Regions from separate parts of the Mus musculus genome. Here region 2 is linked to region 1. The links are chromatin contacts, called in public Hi-C maps. All regions are on one chromosome and are shown on one strand. Each heading gives the region's core, a stretch centred on a gene start, on an enhancer-like site or on the middle of the called end of the contact. The rest is flanking DNA. Distances are from core to core; before and after follow the strand shown. Region 1 has its middle 24 kb from the start of Gm26055. Region 2 holds the start of Flrt2 (fibronectin leucine rich transmembrane protein 2).

What was found. A called contact is a pair of places that touch in the nucleus more often than the background predicts.
Region 2: a contact with region 1 is called in a Hi-C map of cranial neural crest, with 3 times the contacts expected there. The contact joins the promoter of Flrt2 here to the enhancer-like site in region 1. A contact is called at or near these places in 3 of 39 promoter capture datasets (the 3T3-L1 cell line, 3T3-L1-derived adipocytes and liver), 8 of 484 Hi-C or Micro-C datasets (3T3-L1-derived adipocytes, adipose-derived mesenchymal stem cells, cranial neural crest and 3 more), 6 of 115 datasets of contacts at active chromatin or transcription factors (bone marrow-derived macrophages, embryonic stem cells and trophoblast stem cells) and 2 of 9 other capture datasets (adipose tissue and embryonic stem cells).

What each region holds. Positions count from the first base shown.
Region 1 is chr12:95,352,855-95,356,944 of GRCm38.p6, forward strand. No RefSeq gene overlaps it. Among named protein-coding and RNA genes, the nearest start is that of Gm26055, 24 kb to the right of the region's middle. Within about 2 kb of position 2,442, at least 5 of the 459 cell types and tissues checked have an H3K27ac peak or open chromatin away from gene starts, as enhancers often do.
Region 2 is chr12:95,690,455-95,694,544 of GRCm38.p6, forward strand. It overlaps Flrt2 (fibronectin leucine rich transmembrane protein 2), which reads left to right and starts at 1,772. Exons shown (of 2, transcript NM_201518.4): 1 at 1,772-2,161.

The DNA of each region.
Region 1 (4,090 bases), core at 1,192-3,691:
ATAAAGAGTTCCTCTAAAAAGAAAAGCTAAACAGAGAAATGCTGGAGGTAACTAATATTATAAACCATAGGGATCTAAACGATCTTTACATAACATTTCACTCAAACATAAAAGAATATACATTCTTCTCAGTGCCTCAAGGAACTTTCAGCACAATTAACCATGTACTTAAACACAAACCAAGTCTTAAAAGATACAATAAGTATTAAATAACACCCTGGATCCTATGTGGCCCACTATGGAATAAAGCTTGATATCAACAACAGCAGAATCAACAAAAATATTACAGTCTCATGGAAACTATATAGCTCCCTTCTGAGTGAAAAATGGGTCAAGACAGGAAATCAGAAAGAAGTTTAAAAGTTTGTGGAATTGAAAGAAAATAAACACCATACTCAATCTTAGGAGACACAATAAAGACAGTTCCAAGATGCAAGTTCATTGCTTTAATTGCCTAATTAAATTAGACAAATGTCATACTAGTAACATAGCAGCACATCTAAAAACTCTAGAATAAAAAGAATTCTCGCTCAAAAGGAGTAAATGTCAAAAAAGTCCTTAAACTCATCACTGAAATCAATAAGAACAAGAAAAACAATACAAAGAATCAATGGAACAAAGAATTAGTTCTTTGAAAAAAATTAATAAGATTGACAAAACTTTACCCAAATTAATTAAAAGGTTGAGGCAAGTGATCCAATTTAACATAATTAGAGATGAAGGGGAAACATAACAACAGACATTAAGGAATTCTGGAGAATCATAAAAATATACTCTAAAAACCTGCAATCCACCAGATTGGAAAATCTATTCAATAATTTTATCAATAAATTTAATTTACCAGAGTTGAGTCAAGATCAAATAAACAATTTAGCCAAATATATAAACTCAGCAATCAAGTGCAATCATTAAAACTCTCCTTACAAAACAAACAAACAACAAAACAGAATTCAACTGGACAACCAAAGATGAGTTAATGAATTACTCTACAAAATAGAAACTGAAGGAACTTTACCCAATTTATTTCACAAAGTCACAGTTACCTTGATTCTAAACGCACATGAAAAAAATATATATATATAAAGAAAGGGAAGTATAGACAAGTTTCCTGTATGAGTATAGGTACAAAAATTCTCACTAAAATACTTAGCAAACTGTATCGAAGAACATATCAAAAGGATCATTCCTTCAAATTAAGTCCACTTCAATCCCGAGATGCAGGAGTAGTTCAACATACATAGAAACGCACAGAGACATGTGCAGCATGCACAAGGCCAATGCTGGTCTTTACAAGATGAGGTCCTAGAGACGAAAGAAGTAGCCACATAACCCCATCCTTAATCTAGAAACAACCTCTAATTGATGAGCACTTGCAAATGAAAGCTTAGTTTGCTGTAAGAGAGGCTCTCTGGGGAGACCCGCTCCTCTTAAAGATAAGCCCCATACCAAGCAGTAAATGAGCAACAGAAAACAAAATCAATGACATCTTTGAAGGTTCCTTTTCTTACCCTGTCATATGAGGGCTTTTCCTCTTTTATTTAAAATACTTTTCTTCTTTCCTTTTACTTTTTGTAATTCTGTACATTCATTAAGCTTTATTTTATTATATATTTTTCTCTCTTATAATATTTGTGTATCTATTATAGATTACAGTTTAGTTGTGTTTATGAGAGTCCTGAGTATACAGATGAGTGGATCTTTGCATTTGTATCTGTATCTTGTGCCTTCTCTAGCACTCCTTTCCCTATGTCTGGTTTGTTTGTTTAGAGTTCAATTCCAAGGTGGTAAATTTTACTTTATTTTATTTTATTATCAACTAGAACTGTGACTTTTTTCTAAGGAGAGACAAAAAGAAAGATCCAGATGAGAGGGAGGTCTGGAGGAACTCGGAGAAATAGAGAGAGGAGGAACTGTAATGAGAATATATTCGGTAATACAAAAACAATTTTCAATAAAAGGGAAAAAAGAAGAAGTAAAAACAATAAATGATTATAATCTTTCTTGGCATGGCATATTTTCTATAGAGAAGCAAAGTTACTCTTTGTTTATAAATAGTTTATAAATTAAACTATTTCTCTTCTGTTTTAAATTTGCATTTTGACCCTGGGATAATCCGATTCCTGCTAAGTTGACATGCATCAATTGCTAATTCCATAATTAACAGGGGTGAATGGAACACTAAGCCGAATCTTTCCTATTATAGGAAACAATGTTCACTGAGATCTCTAACTTGATTGCTTTTAAGCAAGGGAATAATCACTAAATAAGCAGGGCTTAAAGAAAATATAAGCTGTAGAATGGATAGATACCACTGAATAGACTCTGTCATTTCCTTCCTAAAATGCGTGATTGTGGGTTTCATGGTTTACTTCTCATCTGGTTGAGAGCTCTTCCTGCTTCTTTTGGTGGGTTTGTTTGTTTTAAAGACCAGCAGTGCAGGGACAGCAGCCGAACACAACTTTCTTGAAAAGTCTTTTGTGTCTGTTCACTCTGGCCAGAGAATTAATCCCAGACCAGCCTGTTTACATGACAATGTTGATATCTGATTCTGTCATTCAAAAGAAAATAGGAAACTTTTGCCTGACAGCCATAATTCTACTTTTCCTGGCTTGGGTAAGACACAGACTTTCTTCTAAATTCTTTTCTTTCAGACGAAGAACGTTTACCGTGGATGATTTAAAATTCATACATCGCTAGCATACTTGTTGCTATTTATTTTTTTAAAACATTTCAAGTCTACATGGAACTGAGCCCAAAGCTTTTAAATCTGCTCATCTATCTGACCTTTAGAATTCCAAACTATGCTGTCGGTTATCACACTTTTTACTTCCCTGTGTGCTTCATTCTACATTTCTTAAATTCTGATTCTTCATCTGCACCACCTATAATTTGTTTATTTTAAAACCAGCCTACTTTAAACAACACTTATGAGCACTGTTGTAAAGAATCAGTTACACAAAGAGACTATGATAATTCATCCTGAAGAAACTTTGCTTAACTATTGCATTAATCATCTTTAAATGTAGTACATCAGGTTTTCAAAGACTAGATAATTTAATTGTCAAAATGTTATTATAACGACCAAAACTACAGCTAAGCTCAGTAATCCTTCGGAACATCTATGTTTACAGAAAACAGTATGGGCTGGTAAGAGTCACTATTTAGCCTTTCGTATTTATCTTACAGACATTTGGAGCTCAGTCCCAGGCATCCACGTTGTGCAGCTCACAACAGCCTGCTGCTTCAGCCACAGCGATTCCAATTTCCTTTTCTGCCTTCCACAGACATCTGTCCTCATGTTCAGACAAAGATATACAAAATGAAAAACAAAACAGTTATTTAAAAAAGAAGATGCTAGAAGACACCAGGTTGTATTTGAACTATTTCTACCACGTCTTGGCACTTTGCCCATCAAAATACTTGTTCTCCACCTTCCTCTTCCTAAAGGTCTAGCTGCAGGAATTTTTAATTCTTGACTTTAAATTTTTGTTTGTTTGGTTTTTTGTTTTATTAGATATTTTCTTTTCTTTTCTTTTTTTTCTTTTTCTTTTATTTTTTCTTTTTTTACATTTCAAATGTTATCCCCTTTCCTACTTTCCCCTCCGAAAAACCCCATCCTCTCGCCCTCCCCCTGCTTAACAACCCATCCACTCCTACTTCCTGACCCTGGCATTCCCCTATACTGGGGCATAGAGCCTTCAAAGGACCAAGGGGCTCTCCTCCCATCCTCCCATTGATGACCACCTAGGCCATCCTCTGCTACATATGCAGCTAGAGCCATGAGTCCCACCATGTTTTCTTTGGTTGATGACTTAGTCCCAGGGAGCTATGAAGGTACTGGTTAGTTCATATTTTTGTTCCTCTTATGGGGCTGTCAACTCCTTCAGCTCCTTTCCTTGAGATTCTACCTCACACCAGTCAGAATGGCTAAGATCAAAAACTCAGGTGACAGCAGATGCTGGCAAGGATGTGGAGAAAGAGGCACATTCCTCCATTGCTGGTGGGATGGCAAGGTGGTACAAGCACTCTGGCAAATCAGTTTGGCAAATCCTCAGAAAATTTGATAGAGTACTATGAGAGGACCCAGCAA
Region 2 (4,090 bases), core at 522-3,021, 340 kb after region 1:
GACTTACGACTTATCACATTGCTTCTCTACATACACTTCCAGTAGTATTTTCTTACATTTATAAAAATCATGATAATAATAATAACAACAACACCCATAGCTTTTTAGAAAGGAGGATATGCTCATTGCACTACTTTATTATACTTTTGAATCATCATTACTGGAAAATGAAATTATATTTATTAATAACCACCCCCTCTTCCTTTTCTGGATTAATTCTGTTTCCAGTAGCATGAATCACAATGTCAAGCCTGTTTAGGGTTTCATCTTGTTGGTTAACCAATATATGTTTGTAAGAATGAGCTTAATATACTGTCTTCTCAGAAGAAGGATATAGAGGATGATAGGTTCTGGGGACACATATGCATAACTGCACAGAAGAATGGATATTTAAAGAACGGTGGAAATGCATATGTCCTAAATTGTGAGCTTTGCTGATTCAAGAACCAAAGGAGCTATTGCTATGCTCTGCTGCCACCTTGGCAAATCAGAAGGATTTACAACGGAATTCTTCAAGCTGAAGTCTGAGGCAGCTCCAGAGGCCTCTCAGGACTGCTGGGCTCAGATGGGCATTTGCAGTTTCTGCCATTCACATCGGGTTGGGTATATTGGGTCCGGAGGAGGCACCGATTCGGTGGTAAAGCGCGGTTTGCTCTCCCTTTTAAAATAACCCCTTTCAGCAATGCCTATTCCACTGTCTAACAGCTTCCTACTGAAGAATAGAGCCTGAGAAAAACAGTTGTACGTTTGTGCTCAGATCACAGTGTCTGGGCTCATTTGACAGAGAAAGCTACAGCAGAAGAGAACAGTTTTCTCAGGCCTGAGTTTCTTTTCTGGGTCAACAAGACGGGTTCTCTGCTTATTCAATTAACTTTCTGGAAGTTCTGAATGTATAGGCAAAGCTGTTCACTAAACCCAAGCCGGAATTTGTTCATTATATAATTAACCTGTTCCAAGGGAGCTGAGGAGACATTGTTAGTCAAATCGCCCTTAAAACTAACCTGATATATATCAAGCCCTGCTCCCCTATTTTTAATTTTTGCATTTGTATTCTTTTTTCCCCCTCTCTATGTTTATTCCACTCATGCCTTTCTCTTTAGGCTCGTTTACCCAATCACATACCAACTTCGTTCTTGTCTCTTTTCCACCCGGTCTTCAGGTGTTTTACTCTTTCTTATTTAACTGATGTCATTTAGTTGACACCAGCTTCTGATGGGTAGGAGGGAGGCCACTCTCCTTGCGGTTTCATTTAAATTTGGCAGGAGTGGGTGGGTCCCCTTCTCCATTCCTCTCGCACTGCACTTGAAACTCTGTTAAGAGTTAGAGCTTGATCAGAGATTTCTAAGTCTTCAAAGCGCAGCTGGGCAAGGAAATTATATGAGAGGCGGGGGACACAGAAGTAAAGGAATAAAAGCCAACTTTGCTGGCAACTTCAATAAATCCGGTAACTGGAGGTTAAAAAAAAAATAGATTGTGAGGGCTGGGTCTGGTCCGGATGAAACGTTAGGTTCCTTCCCATCTCCGAGTCTCTCTCGGAAAGCGCGCCACTGGCACCTTGCCACCCAAGTGCCCCTAGACAGCCACACGCCCACTGGAACTGCACGTGAACAAAGCTTTTGCCCGGAAAGCCAGCGTCTGTGGTTTCTCAGCGCAATCTAGCTTCTATCCGGAGTGTAGGGTGAACACAGGGTTAAGCCAGTTCCCTCCTCGATGGGAGGGAAAGGAGTGGGAGGTGAGCAAAGCTTTCTGTCTTGCCGGGTACCTTGCAGTTAGTTGTACATTTGAAAGCAGTCGCCATCACTTGTGAGTTTGGCGTCATCCATTGTCACCACCAAGGAATGTGCGCTGGGAGATAACACCAAGGGCAGTGCTTCTCAAACACGCAGAGAGCTCTTTCTCTCTCTGCTTCCAGGTGCGCTCTTATCTGGTCCTCTGTCCCAAGTTTCCAGAACGTGGAGGCAGCAGCGCAGAACCGGTCACCGCGTCCACTGAACCTCAGGACCAGACTGGCAGTTCTCAACGATGGGCAGGAGGGACCTCGGCGGCGACCCCTAAAACAATACCATGCCCGGGGAGTCCCTCTACTGCCGCTCTAGCTTCTTCCCTTTCCACCTCCCGGACCCGGTTGGATTCGGATGAGCTAAGGAGACAAGGCTGCCAGGTAAAAGGATTGCTGTGCCAGGTGAAATTTCTAGTGACTGCCCTAGCTTTCTTTACATGGCCACCACATTATTTGGACCCCCACTCCCTTTTGAACAAGTGGTGGGTGGTCACTAGGTGGGTGTTCTATGTTTTGTCTTTTTATCCGCAAAGAAAATGGGATTCTTTTTCTATCTACCCCGACTACTTGGGGACCCGGTGTGTATGTGTGTGTGTGTGTGGGGGGGGGGGGGGCTGCGCCTTCTACATTCAAGTCGATTCCAAGTCCTCTAGGGAGTTTTGTAACCGAGTTGTGGGTAAAATCGCTCATTTGCTACCTGCCAAAAGCATCGATCCTAAATGGAGTTTTCCAAATCCCCTAAGCTTAGAACAGCCTTTCATTTCCTTAGAATGCTTCTCTTAAGTCCGGTAAGTAACAACCCTCCATACCCATCTGGGTTGAATGCAAGAAGTGTTATTATCAAGCCTCAGTATCTCAAGCCCCTACCTGCCCTATGCCCGAAATCCGGGATCAATTCCCCACTAAATTGGGGATGCTAGTTCGTTTTCTTTCCAATCGCTCGTGATTTTTACAAGCCAAGGACCTTTCCTGCCCTGCTGTTGCACCAGAACTGGTAGTTCCATAGCTGGTGTAATTGTGCTTTCCTTACTGGTCAGGGATGGAAAAGTCCCCAGGAGATCCCGATACTGGGGAGTCCACTTTCCCTGCGTCCAGTGCCTGGGCTGCGGAGATAGGTCCTTCTATGCCCTCAGGCGCTGAATGCAGATACCCAGAGTAGTAAGGGGGACGGACCTATCCAGCTGCCCTAGAGCCTCCACTAGACTCTGGCCTCCTGGAAAAAGCCCTCCTCTGAGCTGAACAGCCCAGGGCTCTTACTGGAGTTTTGAGAGCTAGTGTGGTCACTTTTTCTTGTAATCTCTTCCATGATTAAGAAGCCCAGCTAGCTAAGTCTGTCTTGGAAGGGCTGGTCCCACACTTGCTATTTGGATAAATCATGTGGCCTGCCAGGCGCCTTGGGCGACCAGGGGCAGTTGTTCCTGAAGGCTATCAACATCACCACTCTTATCTTGGCACTTTACTTCGGAAGCTTCCAAGATGACTCTCACTATCTGTTCTCAAATTAAAGTCTCCATTGGAGCTCCATTCTCTCCTGGTTATTTGTAGGTTACACTTTGAGTTTGGAGAAAAGACAGACGAGGGTATGTCTATGTGTTTTCTAGCCTCCTTTGTATATATAAAGCACGGGGAAGGGTGGCAAGCTCTCTTGAACCCCAGTGGTGTGTGCCAATGTGAGAGAATGCCCGAGTCGCGGCGGGTTTGGGTGGATCCCTGTGTGGCTTGGGAGACAAATCGGGCGTTTCTCCAAGTCGCCTTACCAGGGTTTAAGAGCTCAAATCCATGAAGGTAGCAGACACAACAGCACTGCAAGGAAATAAAAACAATTGGGGAAGTGCTGCCAAGTGACTCAGACTTTGAACTGAGGACAAGGAGTGCGGTCTCGCTCGGGGGTTCCTCCGGAAACCATCTCCAGCGCGTTATAGCCAACGCCCCTGCCAAAGTTCTCAGCCCCCGGAGCAGAGGACATCTCTAGGGAGTTGGTCCAGGCCAGCTTTCAAGTTGTAAATCGCTTTTCCCGGGGCCCTACCCACGGTGCGCCTCTACAGCCTAACGCTAGGCGACGGCTTGCTCCCCCTCCCCCTTCTGTTAGTATTCCGCCGGTCTCCAGACTAGTTAAAACAGGACCACAACTTGCTGGAGACACGGGGACAGCAATGAATGGGGGAGCAAACCAGGCCACCATCCCCTTGCCAAAAGGGGGTGGGGGTGGATCAAATAAAGAGTCATGTCTCCCATTTCTTAGATTACCCTTTAACCTTTGCAAAGAGACTCGCAAGTGAGAAAGCTGTATCAATTGGACGTCCTAACTGT